Linked DNA regions of Mus musculus: all the other regions are linked to region 3. Evidence: chromatin contacts called from public Hi-C data. All regions are on one chromosome and are shown on one strand. The core of a region is the stretch at or near the end of the contact, and the rest is flanking DNA. Distances in the headings are between cores, read along the strand shown. Region 1 overlaps Gm20125 (predicted gene, 20125). Region 2 overlaps Gm20125 (predicted gene, 20125). Region 3 has its middle 460 kb from the start of Gm20125.

Evidence for each region. Hi-C and Micro-C count contacts between places; a contact is called where the count stands out from the background.
Region 1: a contact with region 3 is called in a Hi-C map of 3T3-L1-derived adipocytes, with 6 times the contacts expected there. The contact joins two enhancer-like sites. A contact is called at or near these places in 1 of 39 promoter capture datasets (the 3T3-L1 cell line), 1 of 15 datasets of contacts at CTCF or cohesin (pro-B cells) and 6 of 484 Hi-C or Micro-C datasets (the 3T3-L1 cell line, 3T3-L1-derived adipocytes, cranial neural crest and 3 more).
Region 2: a Hi-C map of muscle stem cells shows a contact between it and region 3, with 1.7 times the contacts expected there. The contact joins two enhancer-like sites. A contact is called at or near these places in 4 of 484 Hi-C or Micro-C datasets (the C2C12 cell line, the N1E-115 cell line, muscle stem cells and 1 more), 1 of 115 datasets of contacts at active chromatin or transcription factors (fibro-adipogenic progenitors) and 1 of 9 other capture datasets (bone marrow-derived macrophages).

Annotation. Positions count from the first base shown.
Region 1 is chr10:17,073,298-17,077,986 of GRCm38.p6, reverse strand. All of the region lies in intron 1 of Gm20125 (predicted gene, 20125), which reads left to right. Among named protein-coding and RNA genes, the nearest start is that of Gm20125, 20 kb to the left of the region's middle. Within about 2 kb of position 2,551, at least 43 of the 459 cell types and tissues checked have an H3K27ac peak or open chromatin away from gene starts, as enhancers often do.
Region 2 is chr10:17,032,135-17,036,453 of GRCm38.p6, reverse strand. All of the region lies in intron 1 of Gm20125 (predicted gene, 20125), which reads left to right. Among named protein-coding and RNA genes, the nearest start is that of Gm20125, 61 kb to the left of the region's middle. Within about 2 kb of position 1,328, at least 51 of the 459 cell types and tissues checked have an H3K27ac peak or open chromatin away from gene starts, as enhancers often do. A contact at or near this core is called in bone marrow-derived macrophages and muscle stem cells, where this site is marked.
Region 3 is chr10:16,635,472-16,639,775 of GRCm38.p6, reverse strand. No RefSeq gene overlaps it. Among named protein-coding and RNA genes, the nearest start is that of Gm20125, 460 kb to the left of the region's middle. Within about 2 kb of position 2,570, at least 23 of the 459 cell types and tissues checked have an H3K27ac peak or open chromatin away from gene starts, as enhancers often do. A contact at or near this core is called in bone marrow-derived macrophages and muscle stem cells, where this site is marked.

The DNA of each region.
Region 1 (4,689 bases), core at 1,302-3,801, 440 kb before region 3:
TCAAGAGCTGACTTTGAATCTAGAATCAGGCATCTTTACTCTATTATCTGTATGACATTCCCTTTTAAAAGTGTTATTCTTCTTTCATCTATTTTGGTCTCTCTCTCTCTCTCCAGTTCTCAGGTGTCCGTCGTCTTCAATGGTATGAATAATTTAATTGAGTAAGCAGAGTGGCTGGCACCATACCCTGTAGATGTATTTCTCAACCAGACTATTTCTTCACTTGCAAAGTTGCAGCATCATTTTCAGCAATTATTTCCTGACTCTACCTTCTCCCTTGCTGGGAGATTGCTGAACAAAGAGAAAGAAAGCATTAGAAATGTGAAGTGATTCCAAAGCTGTTTTCATTGGTTGATTCATGGACACAGGCATACACAGAGTTGGCTGTCATAACCTGTTAATTAGACACACTCATCAGCCGCAAGCATTTTATTATTTTAGTAACCTCAACTCATAATTATGTGGAAGCAAAAACTGCCGAGGTAACAGAAGCACAGGAGTCATTTTTAATGTTAAATGTTTGGTAGTGGAGGAAGATGCTGTGGTTCTCTTTTGAATTAGAACAATGTCCACTGAATTGAAAATACTTACAAGAGTCATGCTTCCTGAAGCTACTTAGATATCACTTCTCTCAGCTTCAAATTTTTACTTAAAATTCATCAGATGACTCTCATGGAGCAATCTTGGTTTAAGTTGTTTTCTTTCTTACTAATAGAAATCCATTTAGGGGAATAGAAGGAAGGTCGACCTTCCTTTTTAATATAGTATGAAAATAAGCCAAAAATTCTGCACAAGACAGCTGGAAATTGGCTAATTTGGGGATAAAAGAAATAATCACATTTATTATGGAGTATGGGTATTTGCTTACCTCACATTTATACAGCACTATTTGTGCAGTTTTTATAAGTTCCCAAGAAGATTGAATAGCATTCAATACTTTATAGATAGATACCCAATAGATTTTTTGAGTTTTGAATAAATAAATCTAGCACTGTCATCATTGAATTACAAATTCCCCAGGAAATGTTTGCCATTTTCAAAAATTTCAGGTTGATATTCCTCCACATGGGAAACTGAAAGACACAGTAGAATTTTAAAATGAAAGCATAATATTCAAGGCATCACAGTAATTAGATTCATTAATTGTAATTAGAGAGTTGGGAGACAATCTTCATGGATTCATCTGCCACAGTTCAGAGAACTGCAGCTATCCATGTCTCTAGAGGAAGGGTTTATATAGATAAATGCTAATGCAATACTGTAGAATTTGTAGTATTGAGATAAAAATATGAGAATTATGGTCTTTGCTTTTGTTAAATAATCTATATAAATAACCCTAAAAGGATATTATATACTGTGGTATTCAGCATTTCAGACATAATGCCCACATGTTTATATAATGTTTGAATGGAATGTTGAAATAAATAGGTGGTACGTCACATCTATACTAGGATAATTATTGTTCAGAAAATATAGAATATTGTTTTCTGTAACATGGAATTTGAAATCTATTGAGCAATAACTGTGATTTACGTCCAAACCTAGCTTGAAGTTCTGCAGTGTTTAAGCTGAGTAGCTACGATAGTGTAGCTGTCCAAGTGTGCTTTTGGCAGTGAGCCCTGACCAACCTCTGGAAATTTGCACAATTCAGGGACAGAAACATACAGAAACATACATTGGAAGCGGAGAACTGTAATCATAAAAATATATGGATGTATAAACTTGTTTGTAGAAACACTTGTAAGCAACAATTAATTAAATTTGTATGTGGGACTTACTGCTGCCTGATTGTTTTTATAATGTCAAAGCCTAATTTTAAATATTTAAGGAAACAAACTATTTCAAATAAAGAAGTAAAAAATAGTGAAAATGTTACTTTAAAAGCACACACACACACACACACACACACACACACACAAAAGTATACTGAGGCTGTTCTACAGTATTTTAATTTCCTTTTAGCTTATTTACCAATCAGCTTCAAAGGTCACTGTGAGAAACAACTTTCTGGGTACTACTTACTTTGGGTCAGCATAGTCATGATTTGTGGGTGGAAATAAGAGTCAAATGTTATTCTGGGGATTGTATTCCTTGTTTTCAATAACCTCTGTCCTCTACCATTCCCGAGAGCTTTGCATTTAGAAGAGATTGGAGCACAATTAATTTAAAAACAGCCGAAGCAGTACAACAGAAATGACACAGCAAGCTTTCCAGGACACACTCAGGAAGTAAGAGAAAAAGAACAGGGGTGAGTAGCAATTTAATTGCTTTCTCTTGTGTGTTTACTTGGTGTGGGGCAAGGGCAGAGGAAGAAGGGCAATTACATTAACTGGGCTAGAAATTTTGCCACATAACCACTAAGAGTAAAAGTCCTTGCAAATATTTTGCAAATGATTTAGTGTTGGCTAAATCCAATACATGTTTTTACCATGAATTTTCTATTTAAGAAGTTTTTTTTTTTTTTTAAATCCGGCTTTAAGAAAGAAAATGCAATCCATATGTTACTGATTCATTCACACTTATCATATTCTGCGTGAGTAAGTTGGTGTCCAAAACTTTTGGGGTTTTCAACCAGGAAGTTACATTTTATAGCACCAAAAAGGACGTTAGACTTGGAAAGTTTTTGACTTTGATTTAAATACAGAGTCCAAGGAATCTTAGTGGGTTCTAAGCTTGGCAGTGTGCCCTCACCCTAGTTAACATATTGATGGAGTTATATATATTCTTATACACATGGGTTAAAAACACAGCTGTTAATTCTGATTTGATTTTGATGCTAGATATAGTCCTTTTGACTTCCTGGTTTGTTTGCCACGAGAAAACAATTGGCCACTTGTTTTGTTATTCAAAAATTTTTATATATTGACCTATATCCTTAAATATAAAATAAGTGTTATCAAATATGTAACAAAGCTGGTGTGTGGAAAATGCATAATTTTCCCTATGGGCTATTTGGTAATATGGAACACAGGCCTCTAAAATGTGATGAAAAGAAGGACTGTGGAACAATGGGTCATGATGGCTAATTTTATAGGGAACACATGCATACAGTCTAATTTAAAACACATGGTGCAGCAGTTATAGGCAAAGGCTCAGAGAATTAGACAGGAATTCTGCTTCATAAAAAAGCAAACAGTTCCTTCTTTCTCCTGCCTTTTTCTTCGAGGAAAAAGATCCCATTCAGTAATGCTTTAACAATTGCAAGGCCCACCCACAGGTCTCACATGAGGCTGCAAGCCTTCTGATTCAGGTATGGATGCCCTGCTGCGCTTGCTTGATGACTCAAAGATGTGATGTGGCATTAGAGGTACAGCTCCCAGGATGCATTTGTGTCTTTTATAGGCCATCTTTATTAGGTGCTGTGCAGAGGAACAGTATTGTGTGCTATTGATTACTCTGAAACAGGGGGCTATTGTTTTTATCTGCAGAGGAGCGGGGAAGCAGCACATTCAGCTCACTGCTCATTTTGAAGCAGGGACTTTGAGATGAACGTGGTTAAGCTGTTAAATCCTCTATTCTGAAGAGCTTTGAGATTGGCAACACAGTAAACATCAAAGCAATTAGCGCTATAATCGTCTTGCTTGAAAAAAAATTAGACAAAGTTCTTTCTGGAATGGTTATATTCATGTGCCAAGTTGACTGGGACAGAGTGCCCAGATATTTGGCCAAACATTACTTTTGGAGTGTGTCTATGATTTTTTCTATGAGGTGTGAATAGGCAAACTATTTATAAATAAAATCAGTTAATTCTACCACTGCTCCAGTGTGAGTGGTCCCCATCCTGTGTACTGGGGCCTGGCTAGAAGGAAATGCTATCAAGCAAGGATTTGCTCACGAAGAGAGGGGTTTTTTATTTTTGCTTTGAGGTCAGTTGCTTGATCCTCTCTAAGACTTCATAAAATACAATTTTAGTTGATGGATTCATTAAAACCCATAGTCTGTTCCCTAATCCTCTGGGCTCATCAAAATGACTCTCTGAGCACACAGTAAGTATATTAACCTTTCTGGAACAAACTCACACTAATTAATTTAGTGGAGGAGGTTTCTGGAGACGCTTCTTTTATTTAGAGAAGGGGAGGGCATATTGAGATTGAACCCCGGTCTCATACTTGCTAAGCAGGTGTTCTACCCCTGACCGGTAGCCCTAGCTTGCAGACTCTTAAACAGCTTCTTAAAATAAGCATAGTTTCCTTTAAATGACTTGCAACAGAACATTCATTCACTATTTGACAGAAGTAAAAAGATAGTTTCTTAATGCATAGCAATATGGTAAACATTACCATTTCTGGGGACCTGAGTTTTTGAAAGGGGAAAACAGCACCAACAATTCAGTGGTTTAAAGCATTCAAAACTTGGCAAAGTACTTCCCTAGCATGCCTTCCAGGACAGATAACACAGTCATTACAGTACTTTCCGCACTCAGGTCTGATGTCCTTGGGTCTGATGCCCTCATCTTTGCTCATTTTATTAGAGACACACTCAGAATTTCTTTCCATGAACCACCCACATATCGTCTCATACTCCAGAATATGTCTGCAATGTCTGTCTTGTACTGGTTTTATCTTCCAGAGTGTACATCATTAGTATGTCCCTGGTCTATGCTGCTGTCTGTCTTCAGCCTGATGAAAAGGTGTCAGTTGTTTTGCTCCTGAAATCAAATGGTGGGTGACAGTCATTCACCAGCAACCT
Region 2 (4,319 bases), core at 79-2,578, 400 kb before region 3:
TGTGTAGGATTTCAGAGTTTCTTCACTTTAGGTGCTATAAAGAAAGGTAAATGTTTTACATACGAAATGTGCTACCTGTTGCCTTCAACACACATCTGCCATAGTTAACACATATATGAATGTGACCCAACACTTTTATAGAGGACTATTTCCTGTCACAATAACAAAAAGTTAGACAAGACCAGCACTGTGTAATGTCAACACCATTTGCTCTTCCTGCATGAACTCTGAGAACTCCTACTTAGAGTTATTGACCAGAATAAGTAGCTAGTTGGATAACCCAGGTTCAATAGTTTTGTGGCGTGTTGAGGCTGTGCCTTGTTTGGATTAATTTTGCTAATCTGTCATCACATAGTAACTGAAGCTGTGCATCATGGTGTTTTCTATAATGTTATGTAAAATCTCGGATGTGGAAGAAGCAGAGATTTTCCCATCTGCCCACATTTGAGATGTGTGGGAGCAAATGCCAAGACGTATATATCTATTAGAGGATTAAAAAAAAGTAACAAAACATGTGGTCATATTGTTAAATGTATTCTGGGGCTATGGTATTTTTTTTTACAAGCGTAGCCTTATCATTGAGCAAACCTTTGGATCTGATTTTTGAAGCAGAGATGAAGTTTTCTGTTACATAGGAAGAAAACCACTGTGGGAAGTCAACTTTATTGTCCACAAAATCAAAGCAATAAAATTCAAAAAGTGTTTTCTTTTCTTGAGTTGTTAAAATTCATAACTTCCAAAAACAGCACATTTTTTATTTTTCTCCTCTCAGAGTTCACCAAGTAAGACAGACTGTGCTGGGCCATTACTGTTCTCATCAGTTTAGATTTATATGATGCATACACCCAAGTGAACATCTGGACAGTTAGTGAATACATTTCATTTGAAGGTCCTTGTAGCATGTCTTTTTTTCCCCTGTATATAGAACACCCCTTTGGAAAACAACATAAATAGGAAGATAACATTCAGCTCAAGAGAAATATTTTTAAAAGTAAGAATTACTAGAAACAGGATTATTGAGAAATTTTATTACACACAATAAAGGTATAAGCAGGATCATAAAGCACCCTAAGGATATAAAATGTGCTGACAATTTGGGCTTTATCTTGCATCCAGGAAGACAGTGAACTTGAACTCATTTGTGACTTCCAAGGCAACTAGCTGTAACCACAGTGTCTAGTGCCTCTCAGGCCCCAGAGGATATTTTTCAGCCTGGATAAGTATTTCATAGAGACATTTAAGCCAGGCGCTTTATGTAGTAGGATTGGTGATTCAGTGTATGGCATTTAACAGTGTGAGTCAGAATTAAATGGATGTCTCACTATTATAGTTGTGGAGCTAATGGAAGGGCCACCTCTCAGATGAGTCATTGAACACAGATCCTGCTCTGGGCCACTTACTAAAGCTTGTGCAATCATTTTCCCAACAGCGAAGATGATAACCTTGATGTTCTGCCCTTTGCAAGTTCAGATGATCAAGCTGCTCATCTCTGTGTTCCCCAAAATAGATCTGAGCTTCAAAACCACCCTTTGTCATCATTCATTATTCCTTCTTCCTTCCATGCTACGTCTTTATTCATTGCATGTAAAGATGCAATTACAGTGTTTTAACTCTTAATGCACTCGGGCATGAGTAAACTGCCCTTGGATTTATAACCCCACTTTGCTCCAAAAATATTTGAGGAAGCTTATAAAAGACACATGCCTGCTACAACTATCAAAGCAAGGACAAATGAATGTGATTATAAGCTATGTTAGGTCGAGAATGAATTTAGAGGCTAAAGATAGCTTCGGAAACTGAGCCTCTCTGAACTTCCTGATGTATCCTTTGGCTTGCTTTTTAAAGGTCAGTGTGTTATTTAGCATTTTTCATGTAGAATAAAAGCTAATGAAGGAAGCTAGCACCATTATTGAACATAGTTTATCAACCAGATTGAAAGTTTATTATTTTTATTGTTATTATTACCATTATTATAATTATTTGGCAGTTAATCAGAGTGGCATATGAGAGCTGATAAACAAGATAAGCCATCAAAGGACAGAAAACCAAACATTTGTCCTCGTTTTTAACTAGGTCACTGGTCAGCAGGGTGAAATGAATTATGTATTTCATGGGGTCTTACTGGGAAAACATAAGAGAACGGATGTTAATAGAATCTTAGTATTACTACGAGTATGGAAAAAATGTAGCTATTAGTACATGTATGGCCTGATATTTCTCTGAGGAATTGTAAAATATAGGTGGGAAGTAAGGTTTTAGCAGGCTACTCCATGTCCATCCCAAGTCGGCAATCTCAAAGTTGAACTCAATAGCAAAAGGGTACCTGAGGCCCTGATGTGTCTCTATCTCTGTCTATCTCTATCTCTCTTCTTTTTCTCCATGTCTAATTTATCTATCATCTATTATCTATCTATCTATCTATCTATCTATCTATCTATCTATCTATCTATCTATCTATGTATCATTAGGACTGATCTCTTCTTAACTTCTCAATTCCTTAAAAATTAATAGAAGAAGAAGAAAAGGAAAGAAGAAGAGCCGGGCATGGTGGCGCACGCCTTTAATCCCAGCACTCGGGAGGCAGGCAGATTTCTGAGTTTGAGGCCAGCCTGCTCTACAAAGTGAGTTCCAGGACAGCCAGGACTATAGAGAGAAACCCTGTCTCAAAAAAAAAAAAAAAAAAAAAAAAAAAAGTAGGGCTGGAGGTGTAACTCAGTTATAGAGTTCTTGCCTAAAGTGCACAAAGACTAGGTTCATAAAACTGGGCATGGTAGCATGTGCCTGGAATCTCAGCACTTTGGAGAAGTTGAGAGTAAGAGCTTATCATTGGCTACATAGTGAGTTTGAAGCAAGCTGGTTATATGAAAAGCTATCATGAACAGAAAGAAGGAAAGCAAGGAAGGAAGGAAGGAAAGAAGGGAAGGAGGGAGGGAGGGAGGGAGGGAGGGAGAGAGAGAGAGAGAGAGGAAGAAGAAGAAGAAGAAGAAGAAGAAGAAGAAGAAGAAGAAGAAGAAGAAGAAGAAGAAGAAGAAGAAGAAATGAAAAAGAAGTAAAGGAAGCACGGAGTAAGTTTAGAAACTGAGAAGAAAGGGGTAAGAATTATTGCCTAACTTTATAGCCGCATATATACTATTGGGAACTAAACATAGGACCTTAATCTTGGGCCCTTTAAAATTGATTTTATTATTTGACAGTTTCATACCTCTATATAATGTATTCTGCTGCTGTTTCCCCGACACCTCTTAACTTCTTTCCACCTCGCACCCATGCACATCCAGCTTCACCTCTATCAGTCACTTTCCCAGAGTGATGGTCGTGGTGTTATTTTGTGAGTCATTTTAGTTTAACCAGGGCCATCTGTGTGCCCATTAGATTGGAACTACCCGCTGGGGTTTAGTTGTGTCATTAGTGCACATGCGAAGGAAGACAGTGATTCCTCTCCTCTGTAAATCGTTCAGTAGCAAGTAGCTCTGGATTTAGGGGTATGGTCCCCTGGTCCCCTCCTGTGTCCATGTATGATTGCTAATACTCTCATTCTTATAAGTGCAATTATCAGTAGCTACTGTGCATTCCTGATTGTAATGGCTGTGTTCTGCAAGCAAATGTCATTTCATTTTCTTTTTTTTTCATTTTTTATTAGATATTTTATTTATTTACATTTCAAATGCTATCGCCTTTCCTAATTTCTCCTCGAAAGCCCCCTGTCCCCTCCCACTCCCCTGCTCACCAACCCACCCACTCCCACTTCCTGGCCCTGGCATTCCCCTGCACTGTGGCATAGAACCTTCACAGGACCAAGGGCCTCTGCTCCCATTGATGACTGACAGGGCCATCCTCTGCTGCATATGAAGCTAGAGCCATGAATCCCACAATGTGTGCTCTTTTGTTGGTGGTTTAGTCCCTGGGAGCTCTGTGTGTACTGGTTAGTTCATATTGTTTTTCCTCCTGTGGGGCTGCAAACCCCTTCAGCTCCTTGGCTCCTTTCTCTAGATCCTCCATTGGGGAACCTGTGCCGAGACCAATGGTTGGCTGAGATCATCCACTTCTGTATAGGTCAGGCATTGGCAGAGCCTCTCAGGAGAGAGCTATAACAGTCTTCTGTCAGCAAGCACTTGTTGGCATCCACAAAAGTGTTTAGTTTTGGTAATTGTATATGGGATGGATCCAGAGGTGGTGTAGTCTCTGTATGGTCATTCCTTCAGTCTCTTCTCCACACTTTGTCTCCGTAACTCCTTCCATGGGTATTTTGTTCCCCCTTCTAAGAAGGAACAAAGTATCTACATTTTGGTCTTCCTTCTTCTTGAGTTTCATGCGGTCTG
Region 3 (4,304 bases), core at 1,321-3,820:
TCAAATGTTAAGTTTACAGGATTGTGTTGTTTTGGTTGCTTATTTTGATTCATGATGAAGAACAAAAAATTGGAGATTCTTGTAATTTGCATGCCCAGAGGCCTGTAATTATGAATAGAAAGCTGTATCTAATTTTATAATACTATTTTCTTATTTTGTGATTTTGATAATTTGCAGCAATTATAAACATATGAAACAGAAATGTTGTTGTACATACACATGATTCAGAAAAAATAAATTGTTCTTCAAATTTATGTCTCTAAAAAAACCCAAAACCTTAAACCAATATTCCTGTATTAATTTTTAGATTATTTGATATTTGTATAAAGTACAGTGACTACAATTCAAACAAGGGGAATTACAACTTCATGTACATATAGCTAAACACAAATGGAATATCTATTTTAAAGGATGAAAAGTTAAAATCTTAACATTGCATATAGTTAATAACATAAAATGGAACTCAATATTATATACATCTAAACCTATAGTATAAGGCTTTAAAGATAGGTGTCATATTCAAAATTAACTACTTGAGGTTTAGGGTATAATTTCCAGAGAATATCATATTTGAAGCAATAACATCTTTGTCTTTCCTAATTGTGGATGGAAATAAGTATTTTTTCTCTATATGATAAATTAATAAACGTTTGGGGTGGGTGACAACTGCACATAGCCCAATTAAAAAATATATGTATATATGAACATGTATATAGTTGGAAAGTTCAAAGAGCACAAAATAATTGTTCAAGAATGAGATTATCTTAGGCAGTATAGGATTATTATGTTATTCATATTCCTAAATTAGTAATTTTAATATCTATAAAATGTAAGAAGTTAGCACAAAATGTTTTGACAGCAAGTAAAATGTGGATATATTAATATCTGTATATTTATGGTATAATTTGTTTCTTTTTACATTATGTTTAACTTAAACAGATTATGAAATATAAAGACATCAAAGTAAACACTAAAATGCATTATGTAGTGAAGAATATAAAAACATACTTTAAAAGTAATGCTGCATTTATATGTGCTAAGTTAGTATGAATATATTATACTAACATTGTTATTTAACAGTCATTTATATTGCTATGTTATGAAAGTCTGTTCAGCAGTCACATATTTTTGTCAGTGAAGAGAATATAATTATTTTGAATACAACTACTGTTTCATTTATTACACATTTGTTTTCAAATAATATCTCCTCTAATTTTGCTGTCACCAATAAAGACAGAGCTAGTTTAACTTTCTTTTTCCTCTCTCTTTTTGTTCTTCCTTCTCTCCTTTCTTTTCTTGGTTTTCCTTTTTTGTTAATGCCTATATGCCTCTGTAGCTCCTGCCACTAAATCCTCATTTCCATTGGCTGTGTGGCTGAGTCTCTTCCCTCTTGTTCCATTTTTCTGCACTAACAGCATTAGGGCAGTGGAAATGAAATGTTACAGTCAACAGTGTTTAATATTTTTTTGTTCTTATCACTGTTAACACTTCTATTACTATCAAAACGTTTGGATCAGCACTGTCAGTTACACAGAACCTGCTGACACACCAAGGAAAACTTTGATAAACAGTTCTGCTGCGTTTTTCTATATTCTGCAGAGTTCTTATGTCAAAATGTTTCTTTGTTCCTTGGGATATTTATGTTGAAAAAATATATTGTGGTTTGTTAAGGGGGTGGTTTTGTATTTCTACTTGAAGTTTTAATCCTTTACTTCTAACCTCACAGTAGGTTGCTGTAGAAGTGATTAGATTGTAACAAATATAGGATTATTGTAATTCAGGGCAGACAATAAGCTGGGAATGATTTTCTAAAGAACAAAGATGTCATTTTCATGGAAATATAACAACAGTTTCAAAGAAAGGAGCAGGTTTGAAAGAAATAAATATGTGCTTGACTAGGGCAGATTATAAGAAGAAATAAAGACCAAAATTTCAAATGAAAAATTGACAGTTCTGAAAATTTACATTCACTCTTTTCTTTGAGTTCTAAGGCTCTTTGAATGTATGCTTATGGGCTTTCAAGCTTACTGCTTGCATTCATCAGGACCCCCTCTTAAATACCTACATTTAATTGAAAGCGACATTTGACCTTGAACAAAGAACAGCAGTTTCTCATTTATTTTTGTAAGGCAGAGTCATCTTCTACTGCATATTAAATCTTCCTTTGCATGTGAAAAAATGGAATTCCCAAACGTTGTAAGCCCAATGAAATTGTATATGCTACACAGGTTAAATGTTAGATGGCGGCAGACATTATATTGAGGACATTTTCTAAATAAGTTAAATATGGAAAATAACTGAGCAAATTGTCAGTATTTTCAGAAAATATTTCCCTCCCTTTCACACTGAGTGTGGGAAAGGGATTCTCAGTGCAAGATGAACTTCACTTAGTATGTGTCAAGTTACTACAGAGGACAGTTGCTTATCCTCAAAGAATAATGCTGCTTTGACAAACTTTTGAATGGTGAGAGTTACAGAGACAGTTTTCATCCTCCACTCCCATGACATGCCATTTTATAGCTCTGCTGATGAGCACACAGCTCCATCTGGGGGCAGAGCCAGAGGGAACATTTTTTGTCTTGGCTGGATGGCTGTCATCATTGTGCAATAGAAGCTTCCTGTGTCAACAGCACTCATCCATAGCCCATTCTTGGTCATACTTCTATCTAGTTTATTTCATGACATTCTGTAAGGTCATGGTGTTCATTCTAAAAGCCCTTCTGTAGGAGTCTCAGAACCTTGTAATTGGTTCTTCTTCTCTAACTGTTCTTCTGTGTCTACACATCCATTCCTTCTGGCTTTTTCAATGTAGCTTGTATTTTTTTTTCAGATCTAAATTACAGAACATTTTCAATTCACCTCCAAAATTATCTGTACTATTTGCACTTCTCTTCCTTATTCTTCATCTTTATTTCCTGTCAGGTCTACATTCTTATCTTCAAGGGGCTGGACTACTCTAATGATCCTTGGTTCTACATATTGGGTCCTTTCTCCTGAAACAATGTATTCTCTCATTCCCACCCTTTTCATTGGTTATCTCATGGCCACACCCAGACAATATACCTGAAGTTATTTATTTGGCATTGCTAACCTAGCTTCTTTTCACTTCACACTTTGGCATCTAAGAGTATTCCTTCCTCTGCATCAACACACATGACTGATTCAAATCAATAAATTCAAATCAATAAATTGAATAAGTTACAAATATAATTTTTTATTTACCCTCACTGTAATATCATGACTAATTATGTCTTAGTAATGGCTACTTGAAACACAGAACCAGCATTCTAATTACCATTTGCCAATACTTAATCTACCATTGGCAATATGTAATGTGAGTGTGTGCACAAGTATGCATGTATGCGCGCACACACACACACACACGTGTGTGTGTGTGTGTGTGTGTGTGTGTGTGTGTGTGTGTGTGTGTGTATTTGTGGTGCAGATGTGTGTCAAGAGGTTGCTATACACATAAGTATGGATGGACATAGACTCCTTGAATGTCGTACTTTCAGCATCTACCTTGCTTTTTGAGACAAGGTCTCTCACTGACACAGAACCCACCAAATAGGCTGCTGATCCTAGGAATATGGCTATCTCTGTCTTAGCAGTAATGGATCACAGACATGTGCTCATGGACTTGGGGTGATTTGTAAGACATTTTCCCTTGCTGAACAGTATGATCTGTAGCCCTTAATCAACATCCTTTTAACTGTTGTTCCAAATAGACACGTAAGCGACAGCATCGTTCTGCTCAGAATCTTTAGTTGCCGCCTGTCAGGAGCAGGTGACTGAGTAGTATATGGTTTAAGTGATGACTTCTCCACATAGAAGGTGTGGAATTCAGCCAGCCTGTTGATTTCTTGCTGTGCCTTTTCTTACTTATTTCTTCAATTGTTCTAAACGACTTGGAGGTTGAGTTGGACAACATTGTGCTTTTTTTTTTTTTTAAATCAGTAGCATCACACATGTAAGTAGTAAAAAGATCCTGACTTTTGTCATTTTATTATTACATCTATTATAAATGTTGTCACTGCAACTATCATAGGTACTGTGATATGAAATTTAATCACTAAAGTGGTTGCACTAAGCAGCTGTGTCTACGGAGCTTAGGAAATCATGAGAATGGAATCCGTGTAATTGCAGTTGGTGATCTTTTAAAAGAAACTGAAGGGAGCATTGTGTTTTACCTTCTTTTTTTTTGTTTTCTGAGGGTTTCACAAGTGTTGCTACCTGGAAGTAGAGATTCACTGGACATAAAATCAGTCTTTTGTTTGTATTGGAATTCTTAAGTTTCAGAAGTA